Regions from separate parts of the Mus musculus genome. Here regions 1 and 2 are each linked to region 3. Evidence: chromatin contacts called from public Hi-C and Micro-C data. All regions are on one chromosome and are shown on one strand. The core of a region is the stretch at or near the end of the contact, and the rest is flanking DNA. Distances in the headings are between cores, read along the strand shown. Region 1 holds the start of Zfp637 (zinc finger protein 637). Region 2 holds the start of Zfp239 (zinc finger protein 239). Region 3 holds the start of Rasgef1a (RasGEF domain family, member 1A).

Region 1 (3,226 bases), core at 632-3,131, 230 kb after region 3:
AAGAGCACTGGCTGCTCTTCCAGATGTCCTGAGTTCCATTCCCAGCAACCACATGGTGGCTCACAACCATCTGTAATGGGATCTGATGCCCTCTTCTGGTGTATCTGAAGACAGCTACAGTGTACTTACATATAATCATAAATAAATGTTTGGGCAGGGTGGGCTGGGGTGGGGGTGGGGAAGATAGCAGGACTGACCAAACAGAAATGAATCTAGGAGCAAGGAGGCAGAGGGAAACAGATAGCAGAGAAGTAGGAGTGCCTACTGTACTGTTAGTCCCCAGGTAAGGGCCGCTCTGCTTGCATTTGGTCTTGATAAAAAATTGGGGTTCTCTACTTTCCAGGCAAGAAGTCAGCACACCAGCCTTCCTGACTGGTGTTAGGAAGAAATAGCTCCAGCTTTCCTTTTCAGCTCCCCTCAAGTTACAAGGACCTAACAAAGAAGGTCTTGTTACCTTCTGGTAATTCTTAGTAGGCTCTTAACCCAAACCACCACTCCCTCCCCCCACCCCCCATGGAATGCTTATTTAAGGATCAAATTCCTGAATCTGTACACTTTGTTTACATAGTGGTACAGTATAATCTTTGTTTCAGTATGTCTGGTCAAAATGCTGGATTCCTAGCTTAATGAATTAGCAATCTGATGGTACGATTTTCTATTTTATTAACCAAATAGCTAACCCTTCTATCCATTCAGTTATATAGCCTGATGTCAAGAAATCTTTGAAGGATTCACTTCCAACTTGGAACACAAGCTATAAAGGGGTCCCCTGTCATGCTGCAAATGCATTCACTTAGAGATATTATTGATTAAAAATAAAGCCAACAAAACTCCCCTGTGATTCACAAAGAAAAGCACATGGTAGCTACTCCCTGGGGCTGGACTTTTTTGTCTCTGGAGTGTCTAGAGAACATGGTTAAGTCAAAATGAGTGAACACGGTAGATACCTGAACTCCTCTACCTGCTAAGAAGTAGCCAACATGCCTCAGCTGTGTCTCCAGACTCCCTGATTAATAGCAGGACAACTGACAACAGGAAATTGTCAAGGAAGAACCTGTTCAAGTCAGAGCAATCAAATTCTTGAAGATATTGAAAGAGAGTGATTTCGTAACACAAAACGCTGCTTTTCCTATCAGAAATGTTACCACAGCTCAGAATTAGGCCCCGAGAGACTTGAATTTTTTGCCTTGTTTCCCTCGGTGTATGCCCTGTAGCAGAACAACCTAACAGCCCCGACTCCAGTTTCTTCTCTTAGTAAACAAGTTAACACTATCTCAATTAGCTAGCTCTCGGAAGAACTGAGGACCAGAAAGTGAGGGATCTCTTACATTTGAGACACGCCCTACAAATCCAAGACCTAAAATGGTGCTTTTTCAGGAGAGAGGGCTGGAGGACAGACAGGGTGATCTGTAGGGTTTGGGAAAAATCTAATGAGGCAATTTAACGTGCGATTAGGAGCTTTGGGTGAGGATGAATTCCCCCCACGCTGGACGCCACTCCCTGCTAGGCTCTCTCCCTAGGCGTGAACTCTGCTCTCCTGGCCTAGCTGGACCTTCCTGTGGCCCCTCCCACGCTCGCGGGGCCCCAGCCTCCCAGGGACCCCGACATTGCAGCAGGACCCTTCCGCAGCACACCGCGGCCCACCCGCTCTCCGACCAGCGCACCCTTGTCTGCGGTTGGCGATTTTGGCCCGGACGGCCAGCCTGGCCTGCTCACGCGCCCTGGCCGGAGCAGCAGGCTCAAGACACAGCCCCCTCTCTCGGGCGCACAGCCCCGGCCTCAGCAACACTCACCGCAGCGGCGCGCGCCCGCAGACAGACAAAGCCGGCGCCGAGCCCGTAGCAGCCGCTGCAACGCTGCGCGTCGCCGGACCACAACTCCCAGGAGCCCGCGCGCGCCCCGAGGCACTGTGGGAAGCGCCGCGACCGAGCTGCGGCAGAAACGCGGTGGCTGCTTCTGGTTGTTGGGGAGCGCCGTCCTGTGGAGGAGCGGTGGTTGAAGCTTGGGAATGCTTATGACGTTAAAACTGCAGAAGACTCAGGGTTCCCTATAGGAGCCGGGACCAAGTATTTCGGACAAAGAATCAGGAATACTCTCTGGTCCGTGTAATAAGTTTTTTTTCACCCAAAAGATGGACGAGGCACTGCAGGACTTCGGAGTTTAGGTACTACCCCGACTAGTTGTACGACCCAGGGCGCTCACTTGTGGGGAGCCCAGGTCCGACGGCTCCAGGACCCCATAGGGCACCTACGCGGGGCCCGGGAGACTTTCTGAGCCAAGGGAACTCGAGGGAACAGTATTCCCTGAGTGGACACTAACATTGTCTTCCTAACTGAAGAAGTTAATGACACAAGGGTTGAGATTTGAACACTCTAAAATTAGTTATTAGAGATGGGAGAGTAGCCCTTTTGGTCCTGAGAGGGGCGTGGATGAAATTGAGCATCCATTCAATAAAATCTCTTTTAAGATGCCTTAAACGTCCATCGACTGCATTTATTTATATGCATTTCTAATAGCCTTTTTTTTTTTTTTTTTTTTTTTTTGGTTTTTCGAGACAGGGTTTCTCTATATAGCCCTGGCCATCCTGGAACTCACTCTGTAGACCAGGCTGGCCTCGAACTCAGAAATCCGCCTGCCTCTGCCTCCCAAGTGCTGGGATTAAAGGCGTGCACCACCACTGCCTGCCTCTAATAGCTTTTCTAAAGGACATTAGTCTCACCCTGGAGCCCTGACTTGACTTCTTTCGTAGTGAGCCTCCCCCAGAGTCTTCCCTTGGTAGATTTAGCTATCCTATTGAATGAAAGAGACCATAAGAAATGTTCCTCTTGCAGTGCCCTTGTTCCTTTCCCAGAATTACATGTGTCAGACTGGATGAAATATTTGACTTCACAGGACATCTCTGTTCTGTGAGACCAGATGTGGGATTAGGACAAGTTTTAGTTGACAAAGCATCGGTAGGAAAAGGGGGCCATCAGGGGAGACAAGAACTCATGTTTCCTTCATAAATCTGCAAAGATTCTCTTAACAGCCTTGAGGACTTGGGTACACGTATTTTTTGGGAAAAAAAGATCCCATTTTGTTTAGTGTGTGGATGTGAGGGGTGTCTTGCTGTGCCTGTGGAGGTCAGAGAATCATTAGTATGAGTGGGCTCACCCTTTCCTACAGGGAATCGAACTCAGGTCATCAGACTTGGCAGCAGGCACTATTACCTACACACCATCTTACT
Region 2 (3,374 bases), core at 868-3,367, 200 kb after region 3:
TGTTATGTCTCCCTTTTCATTTCTGACTTTGTTAATTAGGATACTGGCCTCGAACTCAGAAATTCGCCTGCCTCTGCCTCCCAAGTGCTGGGATTAAAGGCGTGTGCCACCACACCCGGCTAGTCTCAAGGTTTTTTTTTTTTTTTTTTTTAAGATTTATTTATTTATTATATGTAAGTACATTGTAGCTGTCTTCAGACACTCCAGTAGAGGGAGTCAGATCTCGTTACGGATGGTTGTGAGCCACCATGTGGTTGCTGGGATTTGAACTCTGGACCTTCGGAAGAGCAGTAGGGTGCTCCTACCCACTGAGCCATCTCACCAGCCCTAGTCTCAAGGTTTTAATCCACAATGAAACATCCCAGAGGCTAGAGCCCTAGTGATCCAATACTCTCTGGAAACACCTTTAGAGACTCAGGAAGAAGTGTGCTTCACTAATTCCTAGGAATCTCTCAGTTCAATTATCAGTCAAGATTAATCATCATATGTATGATGGCTACATATAATCTGCTCACCAAGAACATGAGTTCTTTGATGAAAAGCTTCAGTTTATATTCTTTTTTTTTCCTACTTAGCATTAGACTGGGCATATACTAACTTGGAATGATCTCCAACAAGCTACAGTTTTGATCTCACGTAAGGAGGTCAAATCCTTAGGAGGTAGGACCTAGTAGGAAGAATGTAGGTCACTGGGGATGCACCCTTAAAGTGATATTGGGATCCAGGTCTTTCCCACATGAGGTGAACCAAACTCTGTTTCATAGGTCCAAAACTGAGTCAAGTAATGACAGACTAAAACGATGGAACTTTGAGCAGACAAATCTTTGCTCTTTACAAACTCATTACCCAAGATATTTTGGTCTTAACAACGAAGAGTAACTCGTGGAACATACACCGAGTGAAATGTACGATAGGAGAGCCGACTTCCAGACTACAGGGAGAAAATGCTCCATAGAGCCTTTCAGAAGAGCTTGGTTGGATGTTTTGAGTACTTCACAAGGTGGCAAGGCAGTGTAGTGAGAATTAACATAGAACTTCCGGGTCAGCAGACCCAATGCTGAACCAGTTGATACCGTTTGCTAGATACATATTGTAAGGTCCCAAATGCTCTCGTTCCCTTGTATAAAATACCAATCTCACAATGAAGCTTGGCAATAAAGAGAAAGACCACAAGGACCTCACTCTAGGCAAATACTCAATGCTGATTTCCTAGTTTGTTCTAAGAAAGAAAAGCTGTATCTAGCTCAGAGATGAGGCATTTTTGGTGAAAGAAACTGCAAGTCACCTGAAGCATGGTCATATTTTCAGGGAGGGGCAGATTCTGCCTAGGGTAGTTCTGACATGCCCATCTCCTCAGACCAACCTATTTCAATACTGAAGTTCTGGAGTGGGTGTTCTCAGGTTCTGTGCATCTTCTCACTGCGTGCATTACAGCTACCCAGTATCCCTTGCCAGACCGTCCTCTCAGAAATCTGACTGGTTTCTAGGTCGCAGAGGGGAGGGCTGTGCAGCGGAAACCTTAGTACTCTTAGGGGTCTCTTCTAGGAGCCTCTCTCATGGTCTCCTGATGTCCAGCAACATCATCATTGGACCCACCCAGGTCAGAACTTGGTCAAGCAAGAGGAGGGTGTCTACGGAGCTGCGGTTTGCTCTGCTGCAGGGGCCTGGCCCTCCGTGAGGGTGGCCTGGTGCACGGGGTGTTACTGGGGGTTTGGGGGTTACCGTGGCTGCTAGCACGTGGGATCGCAGCCGCAAGGAGCCTTCCCAGCCTCGGAGCCTGGCTCCGAGTGGTAATGCCCCCTAGTTTGGACCAGGACACCGCTGCCCACCCCTGGGGCAGCCCAGCTCTGCTCACCTCTTGTAGGTAGAACCCACACCTGGTAACGCAGGACTCCCGAGCATCATCGAGGATTCGAACTACAAGTCCCAGAAGGCTGCGGGCAGGAAAGCGCTACTTCCGAGCTCACTTCCGGCGACGATGGGCTCACTCTTGTGAGCCCCCAGTTTGAGGTTGTGGTTGGCCCTGAATAGTTCAAGTTGTTGTGCACTCTTTTCGTTGCAGACACATACAGTTTTAAAATACTCCCCCAAGGTGTCTTTTACTTGTTATGATGATGCTAGAGGGTAAAAAATCATTATAAAATTGTCTTCAGCCTTAAAAATATTCTGAAGCTGTTAATAACCACTTTAAGTGAATAGTGTGGTATATGTATTCACAGCATGTAATCTCATCACTAGGGCCGAGGAAGGAGGTTTGTGAGTTCGAGAAGCCCGTGTCGAAATTTAAAAAAGAAAGAAAAGAATCGATCACTGGTTACTCCATGCTCTTATCTTTGGAGTACAGTCTCCAGATATTTATTGCGCAGGTCACCAACGCCTGTAATTCTAACTCCAGTGATCCCTACACCCTCTTCTGGACTCAGGCGCCTGTGTTCATGTACAATGTGTTCATGTGTACAAACCTACACACACACAAACTTAAAAACAGAATATTTTTAAGAATCAACAATAATGTATTTGGATATAAAGAACTAAAAACTGGATCATAAGGTTGACTTAATAGATCAGTGAACTTCCAAACCCAAAAAATAATTTTAATCATAAAATAGCCACCCCTCCAGAAATTGATGCCATTAAATCTGAAAGAAAATGTCAACGAAATTCTAAGGAATCAATAGTATTAAATGTCGCTAAGTTTCACTTACCAACAGGATTTCAGAGTGTTTTCTGAGTGTGCAGTCGTCTCCCAAAAGGATCTCTAGGTAAACCTGTGACATTAACATCCAATCTGTAGCCCACATGGTCCCCAGGAACGTTGTGAAAGCCCATCACAAAACTCTTAAACCTCAGACTTGAGACTTCTTTTTACAAATATCTTTTGTTCATATATTTCCCTCTGTGTGTGTAAGCCCTTCCCCCGTGGGTGTGGCCATCCGAGGACAACTTGCAGGAGTCACCTCCTTCCTTCTTCTCCGTGGATCCTGGGGATTGATCGCAGTCTGGCAGGATTGGCTGACAGGCACCCTAACCAGAACAGCCCGATTGTTCTTCTGAATGTGGCCTTTGTAAAGGACAGTGGTGTGTCACAGAAGGTTGGACACACTGTTTTGTTTTGTTTTATAAAGATTTAATTATTTATTATAGGATTACACTGTAGCTATCTTCAGACACTCTAGAAGAGGGATTCAGATCTCATTATGGATGGTTGTGAGTCACCATGTGGTTGCTGGGAATTAAACCTTTGGAAGAGCAGTCAGTGCTCTTAACTACTAAGCCATCTCTCCAGGTCCCTGGACACACTGTTAACAGTTACCAGAGTACTGAACTTTGTTCTGCCCAGAGGGTCTTAGGTATTTCATAGCAGAAACTAGTAA
Region 3 (3,299 bases), core at 584-3,083:
TTGTTATCCCTTCCAAGACCCTAGGACAATAGCCTGTCATGCTGGTCTCTAGTGCTCCCAAAAGCCCAACCTCCCACACAGATGGCTTCCCCACCCAGGCCTGCCCTGTCTTCCTTAAATGTTCCCACTCACCTAGTTCTTTCTCACTCTTCTTCAGTGGGGTCCTTACACCCACAGGACATCTCTGACGCCTCTTCTGGCTACCCTGACAAAGGCACAAACATCACCCCACACTGGTAGTCAGCTCGCTAAGCCCAAGTGTGCCACACATCCCTGGGGAGACCGGGGCAGGCTGTGTAGCCCCCTGGTGGTTAGTAGAATGATGTGTGTCAATGAGCTAGAACTGAGGTGCCAATGTAGGGCCCCTTCCTGTCCTAGGACCCTGTCAACCTGTTCCCCAGCAAAAAGTAGGTGGCACAGCAGAGTGACGCAGGATGGGTATTAGCAGAGGAAACAGTCACCGGAGCTGAGCATCGTTTTACGTCTGCATGATACCAGAATCATCCTTCCTGATGCACTCCTGCTGTGGGCTACTCCTCTACGTTCATCTTTAGTCCTTTCTGCCATGTAACTTAGTCTGTATATTACTCACTGTGGAGGTGCTCAACCTTCCTAATGTTGCGACCCTTTAATGCTGTTCTTCGTGTTGTGCTGAGCCCCAGCCATAAAATGTATTTCGCTGATACTTCATAAGTATAATTTTGCTACTGCTATGAATTATAATGTAAATATCTGACATGCAGGCTATCTGAGAGGCAACCCCTTGAAAGGGTCGTTTAACCCCAAGGGGTCTTGACCCACAGGTTAAGAACCAATGATTTTCTGGCACCCAGATGAGCTCTGTGAGGATAAGAACTGTTGCCTGCTTAGTTCTCTGCAAACCACAGTGCCAGCGCATAGCAGGTGCTTAATAAATGTGCATTGTCTGTCCTACATCTTCAGCCCATTAATGTTGGCTCCTCATCTCCACTCTTCCAAATCAATGGTCTGCACTGGGTCTGGTCTAGACAGGTCTGTGTACTGCTCCTGAATCCCACTGCCCACTATGGCTCAAAACAGCTAGAAAGGTGCAGTGGTGGCTCAGGCCCAGGGTTAATTTTAGGGAGATTCTCAGCCTTCCCCTCACTAGGCACTCTTCTCTTTAAACACATGACATTTGAGAATGCACAGGCACAGCCTTGCCCCCACACCTGCCTCCTCTTAACGGCTCTCACTTAAGCCTCCCATATATAAACACGTCCTCTCTCCCGCCCACACATCGCACATACAAGCGCACACCTCCCACATGATCAACCACTCCATCACAGACCGCCCCCACTCCAAGCACTTATGGAGTAAACAGTGGTTCTGAGCCCAAGGATAGGGGAAATTCCAAGATCGCCACTGCTTTTTACAAGTCTGCTCTGTCCAGGACAGCCCTTTGCTTTCTCTTCTGCCGCACCCGGACCCTGCTGCGAAACACCCCACCCCACCCCCACCCCCTGCAGGTTTTCAAGTGGCGCTTTACAGCGGAGCCGCTGGTGTCAGCAGAGGCTAGGAAGGCAGCAGCTGCACCTTGGGCGAGGCCCAAGTGGCGGCAGGTGTCCGGGCAGGGACAGGAGAGAGAGTTGCCCTGGTTGTCCTGGGGGCGAGCACCCTCCTGGCCGCGCTTCCCAAGCTCTGGGGCACAGAAACCTTAACCTTGCGGTCCTGCTGTGGTCAAGACACTGCCCTGGAGTGCTCCTAACCCGCAGTCCCGCACTGCCACAACCCTACCTGGGGCTCCAGAAACATCCTGGCTACAGCTCCCGCTACCGGACCCGCAGGCGGTGTAGAAGCCCGACTACCCTCCGGGGCTGAGCCAGTGCCGCCCAAGCCCGGGGACTTCCCTCCCGTGACCCAGCCACCTCCCGCCCGGGGCGGGGCTGGCGAGCCTCGTGAACAAGACCCTGGGAGGAGCACTAGCAAGGGACAGGGCGAGGCACAGTGAGGCGTGAGCACCCGCAGGGTTTGTGGTGCTAGGTTTGGGAATGGCGTAAGGGTCAAGGCTCTGGGCTCTGGGCGGGGTGGGTCGTCTTGCTGGTGAAGTCCAGGAAGGAGAGGGGAGGGGAGGGGAGGGGAGGGCCAGGAAGGGTCCCAGACTCCTCCTTGGAGACTGAACGCTACAGAGCTACCGCAGGTGCCCAAGCAGCGCTTAGTTCAGATGCTTCCCCTGCCGGGCGGGCGCTCGCTCCACACAGCTGTAGTCTGAAGTGTCTTGAATCCTCAGTCCTTCTATCATCCCCAGAACGCCAGGGATACAGCAGCTGCTGTCGTGGAAGGGCTAATCCGAGTAAGGGATATGCCTGGTGCCTGTCTCTGAGGATCTATCTCACCTCACCCCCACCCCCACCCCACTCCCTGCACTAGGAAAGAATCCTGTCAGGTGCCTCCCACCGCAGCTCCAGCTCTTAGAGTTTAGATGGCAGCGGTGGGCTGAAATGAAGAATGCCCTCTCTGGGGATCTGAAACTAAGGAAGCAGATAGAGGCTGGGAGGGCAGAGAGAGCTGGGCCAGGTTCTAGGAGTCAAAGCTGCTCTCAGCTGGAACCATAGACCATAGACGGGGCAGAGGATGCCCAGGGGGGATTAAACAATCCTATGAGAGCACACAAGCAAGCCATGGTCCCTAATGGAGACTGATGACCCGGACTTTACCCCACCCTGTCTGATCTCTGCCCAGCGGCCTGAGGGAGCACACTTCTCTCCTGCCATCTCCCTTCCCCTCTTTCTCCATCAGCTCTCTTAGCACAAAGATCCATCAGCAGACAGACTCTTGGGTAGTTAGTTCAGTCTTGTGGAACTCTGAATGTTGGGCTCATTCCCTTGTCTCCTAGGAGGACCCAGGCCCTCTGGGCTCTGCCTCCCCTGACGTCTCTACCAGCTCGCACTGTCGCTGGACCCCACCTTTCTTCTCAGGGGTCTCAGAGCCCATAGTATTTATTCCCTCCTGGAACAGCTCCACAGATGGCGGGGAGGAGGGTGCATCAGCTTTCACACAGGGCCCCCCTCTTCCAGCCCTGCATCTTGTTCCAGGGGATGCAAAGCTCACAGTGACCTCTGCTGGCGAATCTTGTCAAGACCCACCTAGACCCTCGGGTGCTGGGCCCTTGCTAGGCTCAGGTCATTCCTTCAGACTGCTCTTCTAATACCAAGAGAAACAAAACTGGAGTTCTACTTCTAGGAAGTTACCTGTCCCTGCCTTCTTTAGCCCTGTTCCTTGACCCTCTAGGACACCTGGGTCCTAAGAGGGTGATGGCATTTCTCCCACATGCACAGTTA

What was found. A called contact is a pair of places that touch in the nucleus more often than the background predicts.
Region 1: a contact with region 3 is called in a Micro-C map of embryonic stem cells, with 4 times the contacts expected there. The contact joins the promoter of Zfp637 here to the promoter of Rasgef1a in region 3. A contact is called at or near these places in 1 of 39 promoter capture datasets (the 3T3-L1 cell line), 8 of 484 Hi-C or Micro-C datasets (the AML12 cell line, B cells, the BV-2 cell line and 3 more), 5 of 115 datasets of contacts at active chromatin or transcription factors (the 230-238 cell line, embryonic stem cells, extraembryonic endoderm stem cells and 2 more) and 3 of 9 other capture datasets (adipose tissue, liver and pancreatic islet).
Region 2: a contact with region 3 is called in a Hi-C map of the N1E-115 cell line, with 3 times the contacts expected there. The contact joins the promoter of Zfp239 here to the promoter of Rasgef1a in region 3. A contact is called at or near these places in 1 of 39 promoter capture datasets (the 3T3-L1 cell line), 4 of 484 Hi-C or Micro-C datasets (the AML12 cell line, the BV-2 cell line, the N1E-115 cell line and 1 more), 5 of 115 datasets of contacts at active chromatin or transcription factors (embryonic stem cells and pancreatic cancer cells) and 2 of 9 other capture datasets (adipose tissue and liver).

Annotation. Positions count from the first base shown.
Region 1 is chr6:117,839,836-117,843,061 of GRCm38.p6, reverse strand. It overlaps Zfp637 (zinc finger protein 637), which reads right to left and starts at 1,881. Exons shown (of 3, transcript NM_177684.3): 1 at 1,794-1,881.
Region 2 is chr6:117,861,624-117,864,997 of GRCm38.p6, reverse strand. It overlaps Zfp239 (zinc finger protein 239), which reads right to left and starts at 2,117. Exons shown (of 4, transcript NM_001001792.2): 1 at 1,856-2,117.
Region 3 is chr6:118,064,919-118,068,217 of GRCm38.p6, reverse strand. Rasgef1a (RasGEF domain family, member 1A) reads right to left here and starts at 1,833. Exons shown (of 13, transcript NM_027526.1): 1 at 1,756-1,833. The coding sequence starts at 1,773.